2 separate regions of the Hordeum vulgare genome follow, and region 2 is linked to region 1. Evidence: chromatin contacts called from public Hi-C data. All regions are on one chromosome and are shown on one strand. Each heading gives the region's core, a stretch centred on a gene start, on an enhancer-like site or on the middle of the called end of the contact. The rest is flanking DNA. Distances are from core to core; before and after follow the strand shown. Region 1 has its middle 26 kb from the start of LOC123396721. Region 2 has its middle 30 kb from the start of LOC123396728.

What was found. A called contact is a pair of places that touch in the nucleus more often than the background predicts.
Region 2: a contact with region 1 is called in a Hi-C map of leaf, with 2.6 times the contacts expected there. The contact joins two enhancer-like sites. A contact is called at or near these places in 3 of 6 Hi-C or Micro-C datasets (leaf and seedling).

What each region holds. Positions count from the first base shown.
Region 1 is chr5H:495,972,455-495,975,874 of MorexV3_pseudomolecules_assembly, forward strand. No RefSeq gene overlaps it. Among protein-coding and RNA genes, the nearest start is that of LOC123396721, 26 kb to the left of the region's middle. Within about 2 kb of position 1,842, at least 2 of the 3 cell types and tissues checked have open chromatin away from gene starts, as enhancers often do. A contact at or near this core is called in leaf, where this site is marked.
Region 2 is chr5H:496,241,247-496,244,625 of MorexV3_pseudomolecules_assembly, forward strand. No RefSeq gene overlaps it. Among protein-coding and RNA genes, the nearest start is that of LOC123396728, 30 kb to the left of the region's middle. Within about 2 kb of position 2,060, at least 2 of the 3 cell types and tissues checked have open chromatin away from gene starts, as enhancers often do. A contact at or near this core is called in leaf, where this site is marked.

The DNA of each region.
Region 1 (3,420 bases), core at 592-3,091:
ATCTCTTTAAAATATCACATACATATTTTTAATGCAAATAAATATTTAAACTACACAATTTTGTTTAATATCACAATTTGTTGAGAAAGCGGGAATATATCTCTAAAGTGTCGCATTCATATTTTAATGGTACTAAATACATATTTTTACATTATGCAGACATTCTTTTTTACATTGTCTATACATTTAAAAGAACTGCATACATTTTTCTGAAACATGAAAGTTGGTTTCAAGTTCATGAACATTCGTTTTGAAATTTATTAGCATCAACATTTTTTAAAACTGTGCTAATAATTTTTTATACCATGTTACTAATTTTCCAATACACAGCTTCAATTACGAAAACTAAAATTTAATTTTTGATTATATGTATTTGAAATTCGTTTCAAAAATATGAAGATAAGAAAGAAGTAAAAGAATCAAACAAATGGAAAAACATAGGAACAAACAAGCTTGTGCGGGAACCTGGGTCGGGACAATACTGCCACGGGATCCTAAAATAAAAGAGAATACTGCCTCACTCACGTTCCTAGCGGGATCTCCGTTTTGATGCCTTCAGCGCTAGACAAAATGTGAACTTTTTCGAATTTACTCAAAAAATTTCAAATTTGATTAATTTTTTCACGTTGAAATTATTAAAAGTTCACATAATTCGGGAAAAAAAATCATTAAATCGGGAAAAAGTTCATAAAATTTGAAAAAAAAATCATCGAATTTGAAAAAAAACAGAACCCAAGAAAAAGTTCAATGAATTTAAAAAATTAAATTATTACATTTGAAAAAAGTTCATCTATTTTTTTTAAAGAAGAACAAAACCGTCGAGGGATCAAATCACAAAAAGAACAAAACTATTTTGAATAAAAAAGTTGAATTTTTTTTAAAAACAATAAGTGATAAAATAGGAAAAAGGAAAAGACGTAAGGAAAAGAGTGGAAGAAGCAGCAACTGTGCAGCTAACAACGGACGGTGAAGTGGTTAGCTCGTCACACGACTGACCGTAAGATAGAAACCAGTGCCTGCAGCTCTAAATACGAAAAGCAGTCGCACTTCCTCGGTGACATGAGCCATTCCTTCATTCGATCACTCGATGGTTTACCGGTCAACCATTGGCTATTTGAAATTTTCTAAAACTGAAGCTGTAAAAATATATTTCATTTCGTGATTTTTTTGAAAAATCTTACATATTTGAAAAAAAAACTTTACTGATTCAAACTAGCCATCATGTTTTGATAAAAAAATCATAAAACTGAAACAAGTTTGTCAATTTTGGAAAACATTTCACGAAACTGGAACAAAAGTCCAGTGATCATTTATGAGAGGATGACGAATTTAAAAGAACTTCATGAATTCAGAAAAAGTTCACCAGATTTTTTTTAAAGTAAGCAGGTTCTAAAACTGCTCAAGAAATCGAAATATTTCGGTAATTTTGAGAAAAAATGTAACAAGATTTCCGTCAGAACTCACAAAATTGTTTTTTTGGTTCTTCTTCCAGATTTGGATTAAAAAAGTGCATGTATTTTGCAAAAATAAATAAAAAAGGAACAAGAAGAAAGGGAATAAAAAATACAGAAACTAGAAGAATAACAAAGCCAAAATAAATAAAGGAAAACGAAAACAAACAATAAGAAAAGAAATAAAAGCTGAAAGGAGTGAAAAACCGAGCAATAAGGTAAACTAAAAGCTCATCAGGAGTTTCGAGAAGCTTTCCGTAACCGGCTGGAAGCTTCCCAAACTAGCGAATAAACTAAACTAAAGTGGTAACCTCTTAATGGACCGGCCCACACAAAATCGAGTGAGTGAGGGGGATATTCGCCGCCTCGACGCAACATGACTATATCTTGTATGCAGCGAGGCCCTAGAAATCCTCGCTGAAGAATCGATAATATTTAAGCTGGCCCATCCCCGTGTACATTGAAGGAAATAATTGAAAAGGGGGAGAACATGTGATCAATCCCTCGTTTCCAGGGAGATCACCGGCACAGCTAACCGCTCCACCCACTTCCAGTTAGGCCCTGTTTGATAGCTCAGTATTTTCTATGTATTTCGAGAATACTACAGTTTTTCTAATTGCTACAGTTTTAATTACAGTGGGCTGTTTGGCTATAACTAAAAACTGTATTATTATTGCTACATTTTTAGGCACTGCTCTACGCTGTCGCATCGATCCAAACTTTCATCCGACCGCACTTGAACCGCCCGATCCGCTCGATCAAATCTGGTTTGACCGTCCGATCTGTCCATGCAGCAAAAATCATTGACTAAAACAAAAATAAACAACGATGTAGCAAATTTTGGCCGAGAATGTAGCAAAAATATGGTTATAGCAGAAAATATCAATGTGAACATAGCAAAAAAAAAACGATGTTGATGATGCGTGGTAGCAAATCAAAAAATGTGGGTTGTAGCAAAACAATTCGGTGAACTCGGGTTACAACTCTGACGAACGTGTATGCAACTTTTTTAGTGAACGGTTGCAGCAAAAAGTAATATCGGTTGTAGCAAAAACTAACACCGGTTGTAGTAAAAATCAAACATCAGTTGTAACGAAAATATTCGATGAAGTCGGTTGCAAGCAAACGTGGATATAACTTTTTTAATGAATAAATTGTAGCAAATGGGAAAAGCTTGTAGCAAATTTAAACGCCGGTTACAGAAAATCTGGACAAAAAATGCTGCATGACTGGGCCAGACCAGCGCGCGTCGCGTGTGACCAGCCGAACGGTTCGGCCGACTCGCCGGCTCAAACGTTTTCCAATTTTTTTTGCAAAACCACAATATTTTCTCTGTCTAAAAAAAAGAAGCACTCAGCATGTGAAATAACAACCTATCTTGTTCTGGGATATATTAAAATTATGGTATTTTGTACCTATTGGCAAAAATACTGTAGTTTTTCAATACTTTGTGTTTTTTATACTTTGCAATCAAACATAGCCTTAGTGGTTAGTAGTAGGATCGCAACTTACTAGAGGCAATCGTTGCCGGCCTTCCCAGCTTTTTCTAACTATTTCGTTTTCTTCGGTTTCACTTCTTTTTTTTCTTTGATTTAGTTCATTATTTTCTTTTTTAAATGCTTAATTTATATATTCATATACATGAGAAAAATAGTTTATCATTTTTTAATACATAGTCAACAGTTTTTCTATAAACATTTATTATTTTTCAAATACTTGATCAGAATTTTTTCAAATGATTGATTCACATTTTTATATAAATGATAAAATAAAATTTTCATTTCTAAAAACATAGTCAATATCATTTTATAGACATTTAACCCTTTTCAAATGCTTATTCAATATATGTCAAATACTCGTCCAAGATTCTCTGAAATGGTTGATTATCATATTTATGTACTTGATAAAATAAATTCAATTTTTTTCATACATTTATAATAATTTTTATACAGACATTTGCATTTTTCAA
Region 2 (3,379 bases), core at 810-3,309, 270 kb after region 1:
TTCTGCTATTATTTTCTTCATAATATATGTATTTATTATTTTTCGAAAATATAAAAAATAAAAAATGGGCAACATCTGCGGGGTGAGACTTACTGTGCCGGGACAATACCGGCTCGCTTGAAGCGACACGTCCTTCTGTCTTGCCTAAAGTGAGACATAGGGTTAACCGCATAGACGACTAGGACGACAATGCTATTTGATGTCTGGTAAACGTCAAATGGATGTGAGAGCTATATCTCGCCTAAAGATATGGCTGAAGCATTCACATCAACATGCCAGCTCGGTTATCGAACACACCCCCTCAAAAATAGGAGCGGAGCTGCATGTAGCTACCCTGGTATATAGACAACATGCTTAACTTGTTTTTTTTATTGCTAGTGTAACATTCGGATCAAACATGTGTATGAATGCATCAGGTTAAACTAGCAACGGTGCAATAAGATAGTTGCAGATGCAACTCCGCCCCCTGCATAAAAAAAGGAGAAAGGGATAAGAAAAAAAGGGAGCACCAGGGATCAATCCCATCTCTACTTGATGTTGCGCACATCTGATAGCCACTCAGCTACTATTGTGTACATCGAAGAGCAGGAGGCATGACATACTTGACGGAAGAGAGCCAGCTTTCTCCACCAGTTTTTTCTGGGTTTTCTTTTTCTTTATTTTTCATCAGGTTTTTTTTGTTTTCTTTTTTCATTCGGCTTTGTTTATTCATTGGGGCATGCTACACTTCGGTCGACGGATCCTTTTAAAAGATCCGCCGCCTGATGAGCCGTTAGATTTAAAATAATTCATCTGTCAAATGTAGTATGTACTTTGCAATAGAGCTTGTGTTGCAAAACCATTTGCAACATAAGTTATGTTTTTGATTTTTTGTAACATAGATTGTGTTACAAATTTATTTATTTTGCAACATGGGTCATGTTACGGAAAAATAAATTACATCATGGGTTCTGTTGCAGAATATTATTTTGTAACATGGGCCACTGCAGAATCTAGTTTGGTCGATTTGCAACAAGGGGTTAGTTGCAGAACCCCTTCTGAAAAAATGAACGAGTTACAAAGGGTGAACATGCTTGGCTCCCGATTACGAGCCCATCCAATGGATATGGAGGCGATGGACGATCACACAATGATCGGTCGGTTGAGGGGGATTATTTCCCTTATTTCTTTCTAGAATTTCATAGTATTTAGCTGTTTCTATATACATATTTTTGGTATATATATAATACACTTCACTAACAGGCGTTTAAATTTTTTTCAAATACAATACCACCATTTTTTGAATACCTGGTCAACATTTAGATATACACATTTAATATTTTTCTAATGTTTGTTTATATTTTTAACATACAACTTAATGTTTTTTCATACATAGTCAACATTTTTATTTAGACATTTAACATTTTGTGAATGCTTGAGTTACATTTTTCAAATAGAAGTGTAACACATTTTAAAAAGATTACAAGGTTAACACTTTTTAGACAGGGTCAACAGTTTTTATGCACATTTAACATTTTCAAGTGCCTAATTAATATTTTTGAAATACTTGGTTAACATCTTTTGAATACAACAGAAGGTTAATATTTTTAGTATACGTTTACAACATTTGTTCTATACACATTTAACATTTTTGAATAATTATTTAACATTTTCTTGAATACAACACAAGAATAATATTTATTGCATATCTGGTCAACATTTTTACTAAACACATTTAACAGTTTTAAAATGTTTCAATATATAATTTAAAAACTTTTAAAATATATTTTCCAAATCCATATTCACATTATTGAAGTACATGATCAAAAGTTTCCACACATACTGGATATATTTTAACATTTTTTAAATGCATGAATAATAATTTTCAAAAAAATATGTAATGTGTATTTTTGAAATATTTTTCAGAATATTTGAAAGTGTGAAAGAAAGTAAGAAAAAGGAAATCACAAAACGAAAAACAAATTAAAAAAACGACGCAGTGGCCTCCCGGGCACTTGGCGGGCCTATTGGCGTGCTCCTTAAGTGAGACCTGGCTCCGCCTCGTGTGATGCAAGATATAGTCGCGGCAATTCCTATTTGGCGCATATGCGCCCGTCGGCCGACGGGCACCTGCAGGGCGCACCTACTTGGGCTTGGCCCATATTGCTTTTTTCCTTTTAAATTAAAAGAGAAAAAAGAGAAAGGGAGTAGGATTCTTACTTGGTCGAAGTTTCCTGCTGTAACCATAAAAGCAATGAGCACGGTTATGCTAATGTTTGAACCAATAAATCATTTATTAAACATTGATTCCTTTTCTTTCGTTTACCTTTTTTTGTTGATTTTTTTCTTATTTTTCTCCACTTGTTTGATGAAGTGTCCGAAAATATGTGATTTCTTTTTCTAATTGACGAACTTTTTGTTTGAAAACTACATGATTTTTTTTACTTTTTATGAACTTTTTCATATTTATTTGTATTTCTTCAAATTTAAAAAGTTCATGAATTTTTTCTTGAACTTTTTTCCATATCTATGAACCTTTTTTCGAAATTTGTGAGCATTTTTGAAAATCCACAGACATAATTTAAAATCTGTGAACTTTTTTTGAAATTGATGAACTTTTTTTTAAATCAATGAACTTTTTTTTTAAATTGGTGAACTTTGTTTGAAAATCAGTGAACATATTTTAAAATTCGTGAACATTTTTCAAAATCTGTGAACTTTTTTTCAAATTTGACGAACTATTTTAAAACATGTTGAATTTTTATAAATTTGGATGAACTTTTTTTCAAATTTGGTGAACGTTTTTTAAATTCGATGAACTTAAAAAATGTTATTAACATTTTTCAAATTTGATGAACGTTTTTGAAAATAAGTGAGTTTTTTTGTAATTAGGTTGACTTTATAAACAATTTATAAAATATTTGAAAATTAATGAACTTTTCTAAATTATTATTTCTTTTTATTTATTTTTCTTCTTTCTCATTGAAGTTAAAGGTTATTGGGATGACCCAGTATGGGACGCTGCAGGCGCTAGAAACGGGAATGGGCGCGTGCAACGCCGTATAGGACGGCCATATAGTCGCTATTTTTTTTAATATGCATTTTTTATTCTTTTTGAAAAAAAATGCATCGAATTCGAAATTTCCAAAAGTATACCTGCCTCGGCCATCCTGTAGCCGACTGGAGGCTGTCGGCTTTGCTGCGGCCGACAGGAGGCTGTCGGCTTTGGCGAGGCCGACAGGGGGCTCTCGGCCACGTGGAAGCCGATTAGTGGCCGGCCACTGCCACTCGGCTTTGGGGAAGCCGATAGGGCATTCGGCCTAGCCGTGGCCGAGTAGTGGCCACGAGCCAGCCCCAGCCCTGCCCTTCCCCCCTCTCTTTGCTATTCCTTCCTTGTCCT